3 separate regions of the Sus scrofa genome follow, and all the other regions are linked to region 3. Evidence: chromatin contacts called from public HiChIP or PLAC-seq and promoter capture Hi-C data. All regions are on one chromosome and are shown on one strand. Each heading gives the region's core, a stretch centred on a gene start, on an enhancer-like site or on the middle of the called end of the contact. The rest is flanking DNA. Distances are from core to core; before and after follow the strand shown.

The links. Promoter capture Hi-C pulls out the DNA fragments that hold promoters and counts their contacts. HiChIP or PLAC-seq counts read pairs in DNA pulled down with a chosen protein or histone mark.
Region 1: an H3K27ac HiChIP or PLAC-seq map of alveolar macrophages shows a contact between it and region 3. The contact joins the promoter of SLC17A5 here to the promoter of COX7A2 in region 3. A contact is called at or near these places in 2 of 5 promoter capture datasets (fetal liver and liver) and 2 of 2 datasets of contacts at active chromatin or transcription factors (alveolar macrophages and skeletal muscle).
Region 2: a contact with region 3 is called in a promoter capture Hi-C map of fetal liver, with 4 times the contacts expected there. The contact joins the promoter of EEF1A1 here to the promoter of COX7A2 in region 3. A contact is called at or near these places in 2 of 5 promoter capture datasets (fetal liver and fetal skeletal muscle), 1 of 47 Hi-C or Micro-C datasets (epiblast stem cells) and 2 of 2 datasets of contacts at active chromatin or transcription factors (alveolar macrophages and skeletal muscle).

Annotation. Positions count from the first base shown.
Region 1 is chr1:92,284,234-92,288,675 of Sscrofa11.1, forward strand. It overlaps SLC17A5 (sialin), which reads left to right and starts at 2,588. Exons shown (of 11, transcript XM_003121410.4): 1 at 2,588-2,818. The coding sequence starts at 2,725. It overlaps LOC106506626 (a long non-coding RNA gene), which reads right to left and starts at 2,553. Exons shown (of 3, transcript XR_002344120.1): 1 at 2,465-2,553.
Region 2 is chr1:92,419,706-92,424,093 of Sscrofa11.1, forward strand. EEF1A1 (eukaryotic translation elongation factor 1 alpha 1) reads left to right here and starts at 2,246. Exons shown (of 8, transcript NM_001097418.2): 1 at 2,246-2,278; 2 at 2,962-3,140; 3 at 3,336-3,515; 4 at 3,637-3,933; 5 at 4,017-4,167; 6 at 4,256-4,388. The coding sequence starts at 2,997.
Region 3 is chr1:90,695,050-90,699,258 of Sscrofa11.1, forward strand. COX7A2 (COX7A2 protein) reads left to right here and starts at 1,697. Exons shown (of 4, transcript NM_001097484.1): 1 at 1,697-1,793; 2 at 3,420-3,509. The coding sequence starts at 1,776.

The DNA of each region.
Region 1 (4,442 bases), core at 1,338-3,837, 1.6 Mb after region 3:
AGTCATAAAAAGAAACAATAAAATTTTTTAAAAATTTAAAAAGGACCACCTGGAGTTCCCTTAAGGCTGTGACACAGCAGGTTAAAGATCTGGCATTGTCATGGCAGCAGCCTGGGTTGCTGCTGTGATGAGGTATAAGCCCTGGCCCAGGAACTTCCACCTGCCAAAAACAAAATAAATAAACAAATAAAAAATAAAAATAAAAAGGACCTGTCTCTGTTTGAAATCTTTCAAGTCTATTGGAACCTTTATTCCCTTTATAACCTTGCTATTCAGAGTGTGGTCACTTGTGAGCTTCCTACAGATTCCCAGTCCCATCCCAGATAGTCCAGTCAGGGTCCATCAGAAAAAGAGAACCAAAAGGGTGTGGTGTGTGTGTCAGAATTATTATAAGGAACTGTTTCATGCAATTATGAAGGCTGGCAAGTCCAAATCTGCAGTATGGGCTGGCAGCCTAAAGACCCACAGGACAAATGAAGTCTGTGGCAGTCTGCTAGAGAATTCCTCTTTGTTCAGAGGGTAGGTCTTCTCCTTCTATTCAGGCCTTAGATTAAGTGAATAAGGTCTACTCACAAGACAGCAGGCAATCTCCTTTTACCCAGAGTTCACCAATCTAAAGGTTAACCTCATTCAAAAACATCCTCCTTTTAAGTTGACACAAAATTAACTGTCACCAAATACTGTGTTATCACGTATATGTGGACTCTAAAGAATAAAACAAATAAATGAATATAACAAAACAGAAACCGACTCACAGATACAGAGAACAAATCAGTGGGGATAAGGTACCAGGGGGAGGGGCAAGACAGGGGTAGCAGGTTCAGAGATACAAACTACTCGGCATAAAATAAATAAGCTACAAAGATGCACAGCACAGGGAACGCAGCCAACATTTTATAATAACTTTTTTTTTTCTGATTTTTAGGGTCACACTCACGGCATGTGGAGCTTCCCAGGATAGGGGTTGAATTGGAGCTACAGCTGCCGCCTACACCACAGCCACAGCAACACCAGCTCCGAGCCGCATCTGCAACCTACACCACAGCTCACATTAATGGCAGATCCTTAACCCACCGAGTGGGGACCAGGGATTGAACCCACAATCTCGTGGTTCCTAGTCAGATTCGTTTCCCCTGCGCCACAACAGGAGTACCTCTAATAACTTTAAATGGAGTATAATCTATAAAAATTTTGAATCACTAGGTTGCATACCTGAAACTAATATATTGAAAATCAACTATATCCCAGTTCTGCAAAATCAATGTAATTTACCACATTAACAAATTAAGAAATAAAAAACAGATTTCCCACTGTAGTACAAAGAGGTTGGTTGCAGCGCCAGGAGGTAGGTTCCATCCCTGGCCTGGCACAGTGGGTTAAAGGATCCAGAATTGCCGCTGCTGTGGCTCATGTCTGAGCCCTGGCCTGAGACTGCTGGGTGGCCCAAAAATGTAAAAAATTAAAATTAAATTTAAAAAATAAAAGCCATATAATGATTTTTTAAATGTTTAATTAAACCACCACATCACACCTGCTAATGCTGAACCTGCATTTTAAAAGGAACTGCCTTGGTGATTTCCTGCATTCAGGTTTAAGTGGCATTGCTCTACAAGATTCCCAAAGGGCCAGAATCCTCAGAGTTTAAAATCTACATGATGATTTCAGTAAACTCAGGAACAAGGCCTTGTTCTAGTTTTAACATGATAACCTTCCTAGCATTTACCATCTGGAGGTCAGAGACGCCTGCAGGTGCCACCCTTCCCAATGGACCCTCTCAACTTGTTTCCACCTGGCCACTCTTCGGACCTGGCTGACTGCACCGGCGGCTTTTGAGCCTTCCCACCTACAGCGAACTCTTGAAGAGCATCTCCTTATGTTATTTTCCCTTTCATCTCCAGTTCATTCTTACCCACGATAACTGCCTGTGGTCACAACAGCTCTGTTCCACCCCCACTCCAACCCCCCAAGGCACGCCAGTGCATTTTCTTAGTGCTTCTAGCTTAGCAAATGCCAAGCGAACCTGTTCCAATTAGATCTGTGGAGACATAACATATACGTCAGATGATTCCATAGGGTGAAAGTATGAAACTGTTGTTATTGGGTTATTTGACCTACAAAATGGGCAACTGCATAGGATTCAACGATGTTTCTATTCACTGTTTTCCTCCTCAAAAGCGATCCTCGGGGCAACATGCTACCAGGGTTGCTAATATTCATGGCAATTCACTACTTTAACTGAACACAAACACACCACCCACCCCAGTTTGGTCCAAGCCCTCCCCTCAACAATGCGAGATATAAGCCCCCACCACCCGCCTCCGGGTTCCCAGCCACCCCTGCTCCCAGAGGGGCAGCACCAAGCTTCACAAGGCAGCGCACAGGAGGTGAGCACCATCCTTGAGGGCGCCAGCGACCCGGCCAGCCTAGACCTTGCGGCCAGCGGATGAAAGGAGAGAGCCAGCACCTCGCAAGGGGACGCCCCGCCAGCAGAGCAGCCTGAGCGAAGATGGCGGCGGGGGCGGGGCCTGCGTGCCGCCATGGGCGGGGCCTGCGACAGGACGAGGCCGAAGGGCGGGGCCTGTGACGGGACGGGGCCGGTGGGCAGGGCAGGCTAGGGGCGGTGCCAGCGGTGCCAGCGGCCCTGCGCTGCCGGGGGGTTTCGGCAGTACCACCGAAGCTCTCTTTTCCGCGGGGTGGTTTGCACAGCAGCTCCGCGGAGGTGTCATGAAGTCCCCGGTCCCCGACACGACCCCGAGCGACTGCGAGGAGGGCTCGGACTGCACGCCGCTCCTGCAGCACGCCCCGCGGGCGGAAACCGGTGAGCAGCTGCTCGACCGAGGAAGCTCGGGCGGGCGGTGGTCCCAAGATGGGGGTGTCCAGAGATGCTTAGGCCACAGGGGACTGAGGACCAGGAGCCCACTCACGGCCCCCAGCCTTCCCAGCTCGGGTGCTCAGAAGCCGCTCTGGGGCCCAGGGCGCGGATGGGGCTGTGAGGCCAAGCCGGGCCGGGCGGAAGCCCCCGGGCCTCGACAGGTGCGGCCCCGGGGCCTCGGCAGGTGCAGCCGGCGGACCTACGGCGGGGCCTAAGGCAGCTGTACGCTGCGGGCTCTGGGCTCCCGGCGATTTTTGGTAGTATTGGGCAGGGAACCCCATGGAAGACGAACTGGGGAAGAATTTGGAAATTAATGGTCAGAGGGCGAAGCGGAGGATCCTGGGGAAGAGTGAACTGGAGGAAACCTGCAATTGAAGGGTAGAGGGTGGGATCGAGCCGCGGCTCTTCCTCCCTGTCGCTGCCAGGTTGCCACAGCTGCTCCTCGGCATGTGATCTGGTAGCGAGCTCCCTAGGCGTGGAAGGGAGACGAAAACGGGCTGAGGTCAACATTTGTGAGTAAATAGAGGGAAATGATTGGATAACCGGTGAGCGAATATCTTGAAATTATGCAATAAGAGAAAAAATGTATTGCATACTTTTTTTTCCCCTCTATAGCTAAGTCGTAGCAGTCTATGATTTAAGTTAGGAGACAGGTTATCCTCAAGATAGGCAAGCTCTCCATAAAGATCTAAAGTAATTTGCCCAAATCTTGCAACAAATGGAAAAGGAGGAACACATCTTCCCAGAATTTAGGGAAATTAAAATAGATTGCTATTTGATACTTTTTTTAAAGAAATTAAAACTAAAAAATAAACCAGTTTGCAGACATTCTATACCTTCAAGAAGAAACAGAGGAACATGAAAAAGAAACATGAGAAACAGAGTTGACTTAGAAATTTGACTTTTCTCCACCAAGACCTGTATAGTCTGTGCATCTTTTAAATTTGTTTTTAACGTTACCAGATGGTGGCGGTAGAGGTCGCAACACTGTAGCTCCATCTGGCAGCTGGGAGCCTATTTTCCTGGAAGCTTAATGTAAATACTGTATCATAGTGATGTTTTACTTGGAAGTCGGACTTAGTTCCACAAACTGATCATTTTCTGTGCGCTATGAGATTTATATAATTCTCTTCTGTACAGTAATCTAGTGTAGAAATACAGAAACAAATACTGTAATATAGATATTCTCTGGAGACTACTATATTCTGTGGCAATTGGGAAAAATGTATAATCAAATTTTAGCTCAAATGTTAAACATCATTAATTATCAGGAAAATGCATATTAAAACCATAGTGAGCCATTACACAACTATTAGAATGGCTAAAGTTAAAATACCTCAAGATACCAAATATTGGCAAACATATGGAATAACTAGAATTCTGATATTTTGCTAGTAAGAATGTAGGAGGGTACAACTACTTTGAAAAACAGTTTGGCCATCTATTTTAAAGTTATACAGACATACCATATGCTACACAATGTCTGTAGCAGCTTTATTCAAAATAGTAAAGAACTGAAAACAGCCCAACATTCCATCGACAGGTGAATAGATAAACAAATTGTAGTATA
Region 2 (4,388 bases), core at 996-3,495, 1.7 Mb after region 3:
GTAAGTTCACTAGGAAAATGAATTGTGAAAAAAAGAATTTGTGAAAAAAAAGCTAGAAATATAGGCATTATTGAAAAGGCTTTCATTGCTAGAAAAAGATTAGTTATATATGTTCCTAGAGAAACTTTACATGGCTTAGTTTCTTTCATGAAAACGATCTCAAAGTTCAAACAAGGATACGAACTTTTTTTTTTTTTTTTTTTTTTTGGCCTCACTTGCTGGCCAAAAAAAAGACCAGGGATCAAATCCCATCCCTGCAGCTGCAACCTACACCACAGCTGTGGCAACAGGAAGGTCCTTAACCCACTTTGCCACAGCAGGAACTCTTAAACCTGAATACAAACTCTTAAACCTGAATTTTTTTTTTTTTTTAGAAATTTACATCTTGGGAGTTCCCGTCGTGGCGCAGTGGTCAACGAATCTGACTAGGAACCATGAGGTTGCGGGTTCGATCCCTACCCTTGGTCAGTGGGTTAAGGATCCGCTGTTGCCATGAGCTGTGGTGTAGGTCGCAGGTGCCGCTCGGATCCCGCGTTGCTGTGGCTCTGGCGTAGGCCGGCGGCTACAGCTCCGATTAGACGCCTAGCCTGGGAACCTCCCATATGCCGCGGGAGCGGCCCAAGAAATGGCAAAAAGACAAAAAAAAAAAAAAAAGAAAAAAAAAGAAATTTACATCTACAAAGAATGGTAAAAGATACAGGAAAACTATTTCAGAAAACCTTTTAAAAAGAAAATAAGCTATTGGATGGTGAAAAGAAACTAAAAGGACTGGAAAAACTAGATTCTACAATGGAATAGAAAGTAAGGAAGCACCATACAAATTTGCTTTTAACTACTTCCCATTGCTCTATATATTAGTTTCCCTTTTCCAATTAGATTGTGGGTTTCTTCCCCCAAAGGAAGTATTTCTTTTGCATATGCTTCGGAGCCACTCTTAGCTCTGGCCACATAGTAGGTTCTCAAATATTTGTTGATAGATTGGCTCAAAAAGTTGCAGTAGTGCTCTACACGTGGAAGAGACGATCTAGTAATTAGCTCATTTAAAATAAAGGTTCCTCTTTCTTCAGGAATATTTTTGAATATCTGCCTGATTGCCAACCAAAAAGGCCTCATCTTGTCTTGCCCTGGATTTATGCCTAAAATGCAGTCACAATGGATAGGACGACAAAAGATGAAGCCGTTTATTCAAATGGGATAGGCCATTTTTGAGAAACAGTGATTTCACAGCAAACGTTGGAGTAGTAAATTGGGTGGATAAGCTTCCTGGCGCTGTAGATCTTAGTCTCTACTTGAGATCGTGTATAAGCACTGAACTCAAAAAATTCTTTTTAGGTTTTTCATGCTTGCAACCAAGAGTATACACTGGAAAAAAAATGTTAATAGGAGGGTAGACACACACTCAGGGTCTTAAACGTAATAAAATTAGGATTAGAAGTAAAGAAAACTGTAGTACTTAAGTCTATTCTAAACTCAAAAACTGGACGTCTGGAGTACCACGTGGTGTGTAGAACGAACTTAGATAAAAGAACTGAATGGAAAAAGCCAAGAGGTCAGCGCAGGAGCCTGTTCGCCAGGCTGTTGGTCAGCAAACTGAGCCACTCGCGGATTCTCGGCCCTGAAGACCGCCCCGAGGCCCCTGCCGCCGCGGTTCCCCGGCCTTTTACGCCTCCCTCTCCAGCCGGAAGGGGCGCGGACGGCAAGGGCGGTGGAGAAGCCCCGGCAGAGGAAGCGGCTCCAGGGGTTAGTCCTTAACCTGCGAGACCGCAAGACTGAGGACCGGTGGGGTACTGCCGGGTAAGGGCTCCCATCTCGGTCCAACTTTGCAGTTAAGCTACGACCGGTTCAGGGAAGATTCTGGACGCCTCCCCGCCGCCCCACCCCCCAGCTGTGCGGAGAGTAATTCATACAAAAGGAGGACTCTCCTCAGCCAGGGAAATCCCAGGGACCGTCGATAAACTCCCACTAAACCTAGAACCGAGTGAGCGCTCGACCCCGCCTCCCACCCACCAGCAGTCGTCATCCTCCTGGTTGAGAGGAGCATGCGCCGGGCGCCGTGTGCTCGTCAGTGGGCTGAACGCACATCGCCCACGGTCCCCGAAGATGGGGGGAGGGGACGGCGGTGGAACCGGTGCCGGGTGGAGGTGGCGCGGGGTAAACTGGGAAAGTGGTGTCGTGTGCTGGCTCCGCCCTTTTCCCCGAGGGTGGGGGAGGACCATATATAAGCGCCGTGGTCCCCGCGAACGTTCTTTTTCGCAACGGGTTTGCCGCCAGGACACAGGTGAGTACGGGTGTGGCCTCCGTCCGCATGGCCTCCGCCGGTGGCCACGGCCTTAGCGTGCCTCCCGGCCCCCCGCGCGTAGAGGGCTCTGCGCCCTGGTCCTGATTCCGAGCTGCGGGCGGGGGGAGGTGGAGAACTCGAGGCCCTCCGCTCTCGCGGTTCCCTACCGCGTGCCCGGTGGCGGCCTGCTGGGGCGCCGTGGCCGCCGCGTGCGATCCGCGCCTTCGCGCCCGCCCCGTCTGTCTTCGCGCTCGAGTTCGGCCGGCAGCCGCGTGTTACTGCCAGGGCGGCCCAGCCGAGGCCGCCCAAGGTGGCCTCCGTGCCCGGCGGTCCCGGGGCAGACGGCCGCGGCGGGGCGGGGCGGGCGGTCGGAGACCCAGCGCCCCGCCCGGGCGGGCTGCGAGCGCGGAAAGATGGCCGCTCCCGGTCTCAAGATGGAGGACGCGGACGGCGGGCGGCGCACAAAGGGCCGGGCGGTGCTGCCCGCGCCGCTTCCCGGGACTCGCGGCCCGGGTGGGGGAGGGGCTGGGCGCCGGGGCGGCCCCGTTCGCTGGGTGTAGGCCGGGCAGGGCCCGCAGGGCGCCGGTGCTAATGCTCCCTGGAGTTTGCCCTTGGCTGTTGGGGTTGTGCCTGAGTCTCCGGTCGTCGGGACAGTAGTTTAAAGAAGGTTTTTGTCGTCTTAGGTGTCGTGAAAGCCATCGCTAAAAGCTAAGCAAAAATGGGAAAGGAGAAGACTCACATCAACATCGTCGTCATCGGACACGTCGATTCGGGCAAGTCCACCACTACTGGCCATCTGATCTACAAATGCGGTGGGATCGACAAAAGAACCATCGAAAAGTTCGAAAAAGAGGCTGCGGAGGTCGGTAAAGTAACGTCAGCAAATTAAGTGGTAGTTCTCTAAAACTAGTGTATATCTGACTTGAACTAGTACATTGCAAAGTTTGCTAAGTGGCTTAACTCCAGCCAAGTTTAGGAGATGGAAGTGAAACCTAGCATTGCTTCCAAGTGGGACTAAGGAGTTTAGTTACCGAGTAACCCTTCTTAATCCCTGCAGATGGGAAAGGGCTCCTTCAAGTATGCCTGGGTCTTGGACAAACTAAAGGCTGAACGTGAGCGTGGTATTACCATTGACATCTCCCTGTGGAAATTCGAGACCAGCAAGTACTACGTGACCATCATTGATGCTCCAGGACACAGAGACTTTATTAAGAACATGATTACAGGCACTTCCCAGGTTTGTAGGATTAAGAACTCCTGAGAGTAACATTTTGAGTTATCTATAAATTGGCGAAACCATGGATCTGTCCTTTTTGGAGAGGTTTTCACAGGGTGTGGCCTTTTTTTCTTTTTTAAAGGCTGACTGTGCTGTCCTGATTGTTGCTGCTGGTGTTGGTGAATTCGAAGCAGGTATTTCCAAGAACGGGCAGACCCGTGAGCATGCTCTTCTGGCCTACACCCTGGGTGTGAAACAGCTCATTGTTGGCGTTAACAAAATGGATTCCACTGAGCCACCCTACAGCCAGAAGAGATATGAAGAGATTGTAAAGGAAGTCAGCACCTACATTAAGAAAATTGGCTACAACCCTGATACAGTAGCATTTGTGCCAATTTCTGGCTGGAATGGTGACAACATGCTGGAGCCAAGTGCTAATGTAAGTGGTTTTGATGAGTTCTCAAAACTTAAGTCTGGGAAGGGATAAGTTTGAAAACACTAATTGATGATCTTGTGTTTTAGATGCCTTGGTTCAAGGGATGGAAAGTCACCCGTAAAGATGGCAATGCCAGTGGAACCACACTGCTTGAAGCTCTGGATTGCATTCTACCACCAACTCGTCCAACTGACAAGCCCTTGCGCCTGCCCCTCCAGGACGTCTACAAAATTGGTGGTAAGTTGAACGTTACACTCAGCTGGTATGGGTTGCAGTGATGTTTGTCTTCATACGAGATAATTATGCTGTGCTGTGAATACTTCAGGTATTGGTACAGTCCCTGTGGGCCGAGTGGAGACCGGTGTTCTCAAACCTGGCATGGTGGTCACCTTTGCTCCAGTCAATGTTACAACTGAAGTCAAGTCTGTTGAAATGCACCATGAAGCTTTGAGTGAAGC
Region 3 (4,209 bases), core at 447-2,946:
TTTCCAAACTAAACCCTGAAGGGATATTGTGAGGGAATGATTAGCTGTTAAATGTTGCTGATAGATGAAAAAGATGAAAACTGATACTGACAGTTCAAAAATTAGGAGTGGAAGGGAAGACAAGTATAAAGCTGTTTTTATGTTGAAGAAGCAAAATGGTAAAAAGTAAAAGGAGGTCTGTTTAATTTGGGGATGTGCTCATATGCTCATGGAATGATCCAGTAAAGGGGAGAGTTGTAGTGACAAGAATATAAGGATGTGTATCTACTTTGGAATCTATTTCGTGTGATTCTTTGGTTCTTTGGGGGCAGAAACATAGTGTCCTGGACCTGTTACCTATTATATAGCGTTAATTCATCTGTTGGTTAGTAGATTACCTCTGTTAAGCAGTCCTAGGGGAGTGGTAAGAAACTCACATAATCTCTGTTTTTGAGAAGTTTACTATCTAGTTGGCTAGATAAAACATAAGAGCCTATACAACTTTAACAATTTCAAATTACAGACAGTCCATTTTAAAAAAATCAATATGCCCCAGCTATTGGCATCTGGTAATTGTCCCCAAGAATTTGATGACAATGCATAATAGAGTGGAGAATAAACCAGGTCCTTTTCATCCCAATCTGGGGAAGAGATGAATTGGGTATTTGCAATTTATAAATAATTAGGTATTAAAGTTGGTGAGGAAAAGAACTTGAAATGGGACCAGGTAACTTGGTAGTTTTAACCCTAAAGATTAGAAGGAATAATAATTTCAATATTACTGATTTTATCTGCACATTTCATCTATGCTGAACACATATATAATCTATTTGAAATGCCAATGGAATAATTAAGAGTTTGTTTAAAAGGTGTGAAGATATTTATTGTAGTGCAGGGTAGATGGTTTTATATTTATACCTGCTTAGGGTGGGCACTTAGAAGGTGGCATTATTTAAGCACGATTGATATCGGTACAGTCATTGCTGGGCCTAGCAACTCTCTACATGGAAAGTGCCCTGCTAGACTGAGACAGCAAGATCTTTCATCCCATGTCTGGTGTCTCGATTAAAATCTCCTCCTCTTTTCAGCGCTTCCCAAGACTCAGAAACGAGCGAAGTTTCCACAATTCCGCGACCCTGTCTGTGGAAGTGCCGCTTGCACGAGCAGCTCCGCAGCCTCCAAAGGTCTGGGATGAAAACTATTATCCCGCCGCAGCTTTTCACAGCCGCCTCTGCACAAGGAACGGTAATGCCCCCCAACCGTGCCTTCGGTGGAGAAAACTGATTGTATTCGTGTAAGAGGAGTTATCCTTTCTATTTTGCATTTCATCCAGCTCCACAGTTTATAGAGTTTGGCCAAACTAGTGTTCTAAAGAGTGGCGCAAAGGCTGCTCAGAGTTTTACGCCTTCCCGTTCAAAACACACACATAATGTTCTGCGGTAGCCTGGTCTCACAGTGATTTTGTCTAAGCTGTATAGAAGAGTACTGAGGGCTCATTCCCCGCCTCTCTGATGTCAAAAGCATTTGCTCCTCCCCAGGTGGAGCTCTCGGGAAGCTCCGGAGTGAGATCGAGGCATCGAGACATACAGCGCACCGCCTATATCAGTCACAGCCACTCGGCCGCTCTTTCGCTCCTTCCGCGGTCTTCGGTTGAAGGAGCGCAAGCCCCGCCTCCGCCCGGAAGCACTAGTTTTCCAGGCGCTTGCGCGAGACCTGAGGGTAGTTCCGCTTCCGGTGTGTGGGTTGCCGTTCGTGGTATTCAGTTATCGCGGTTGGTGGGTCGTGACTGAGCCAAGATGCTGCGGAATCTGCTGGTGAGGGCCATCTCGGCCGGCCTTCGTGATGTGGGGTGGGAGGGTTGGGAGCGGAGGCTGAAGGGAAGAGACAGAAAAGCCTCTCCTGAGGGGAAAAGAGAGGGAGAGGGCGGCTTGGGTCCGTGTCCTTTCCGGTGACCTTACTCTTTCCGTCTGTGCATCCGTCTCGACCCCGCTGTGCTGGGTAGTTGCAGGGGAGGGGGCGAGGCTGAAGAGGTGCCCGGAGTTCTGTGCGTTAGACAAACCTTGGCTTCTTGGTCGCATCCCTAACGTTGTCGGTCCAGGTGAGAAGTTCCTGAGACTCGATAGCGTCAGACCCAAAGTTGCTCTGATAGTGAAAGGGTGCAGTCTCAGGCGTTCTGAGCTTCGCAAGCATGAGAAGGCAGTTTAAAATGCAAATCATTCAATTTTGTCCGGGACTTAAGGAGCATTCGCAGCCTAAGGGTTGGGTTGCTTCCATCAGGCGCTTCTTCAGTGTCCTTCACTCCCCCACCGACTTTGAGCAGGTGAAATATTTTCCCAAAATTTTGAAAAAAAGAGAAAATGTAACAGTGATTATCCAGTAAGGCTTTACTTCTCAATATGTCATTTATTTTAGAAAGTGGAGTGCCTATTTTATTATTTAACTGGATATGTAATGTAAGTCGCTTTTTTGGTAAGACTTACACAGGAAATGTAATGAGGAAAGCATTTCAATGAAGCAGGAACCATGCCAGTTTATTTTGATGTCAAGTAATAGGTTTTTAATAATGGTAAGTATTAAAAAAAAAAAAAAAAAAAGACTTTGGGAGTTTCCATTATGCCACAGCGGAAACGAATCTGACTAGGAACCATGAGGTTGCGGATTGGATCCCTGGCCTTGCTCAGTGGGTTAAGGGTCCGGCGTTGCTGTGAGTTGTGGGCTACGTCGCAGACGCGGCTCCGGATCCTGCGTTGCTGTGGGTCTGGCATAGGCTGGCAGCTACAGTTCAGATTAGACCCCTTAACCTGGGAACCTCCATATGCTGCGGGTGCGGCCCTAAAAGGACAAAAGACAACAACAACAAAAAAGACTTTGACCTTAGTGTATTTTGTAACCAGTCTTTATTTTTTATTTTTAGTTTTTTTGTCTTTTTGCCGTTTCTTGGGCCGCCCCCATGGCATATGGAGGTTCCCAGGCTAGGGGTCGAATCGGAGCTGTAGCCACTGGCCTACACCAGAGCCACAGCAACGCGGGATCCCAGCTGCGTCTGCAACCTACACCACAGCTCCTTAACCCACTGAGCAGGGCCAGGGATCGAACCCGCAACCTCATGGTTCCTAGTCAGATTTGTTAACCACTGAGCCATGACGGGAACTCCCAGTCTTTATTTTTTAAATATCTATATATCAGTATGTTTCCCTCATAAGTTCAGGTAAGGATCTCCTTGAATGTGGTCTTTAGATGCTTCAGAATGTAATGTAAAGAGCGGTGACTGGGTAACAAATAGGAAAACCTTGTACTTATCTAAGACTTTGTTTATTGACAAATCAGATATGTTTTAACTTTCTGTTTCCCTTTTCTGTAGTGTTAAAGATTAGATGTGTCTGGTTTTGAAGGTTTTTAAGCCCAAAATCTGTTTAATGCATATGGGTTTTTTATTTCAGGCTCTTCGTCAGATTGCCCAGAGGACCATAAGCACTGCTTCACGCAGGCAGCTTGAAAATAAAGTTGCAGAGAAACAAAAACTATTTCAGGTACTGAAGTGTTTTATAAGAAATTGTTTTTTGTTCTAAGTAGATTACCAAAAGTTGGAGATAGAAAGTAAACCTGGAGAGTTCTGATTGTTAGCAATCCTGTTGTATTAGCAGAATAATAAACAGTCTATGGATAGCTAACTGGACAAGTTCTATAACCAGGAGGCCCTGGGAAAGCAGAAGAAATATGGGGGGAGGGTGTAGGTCAAAGACACTTTCTTTTGGAGGAATCACATTGGGTTGGCCCTCTTTGGGGTAGATGCCCAGTCATAGACAAAGAGACCATAGAAAGGGCCTGGGAACAGAATGGATGTATGTGTAGAAACTCAATATATGCTCTAGAAGCTATTTCATATTGGTGGGGAAAGGATACAATAAATTGGTATTGGAAAAACTGGCTGTTTTGAAGAAAATGAAATTACATCCCTTCTGTGTTATATATTGAGAGATTAATTGCAGATATAAATATTTCTCCCTCAAAAAATATTAAAAGAAAACATGAGACAGAGTTCCTATTGTGGCACAGCAAGTAAAGGAGCTTCCATATGCTGCTGTTGCTGCCAAAAGAAAAACATAGCAGAGTTTTTTCCAGTTGTATTGAGGTACAATTAACAAGTAAAAATTGTATGCATTTATGTCGTACCTGATTTTTAAGGTGTACGGTGGGGTGTTTAATGATGACCACAGTTAAGTTTGGTCT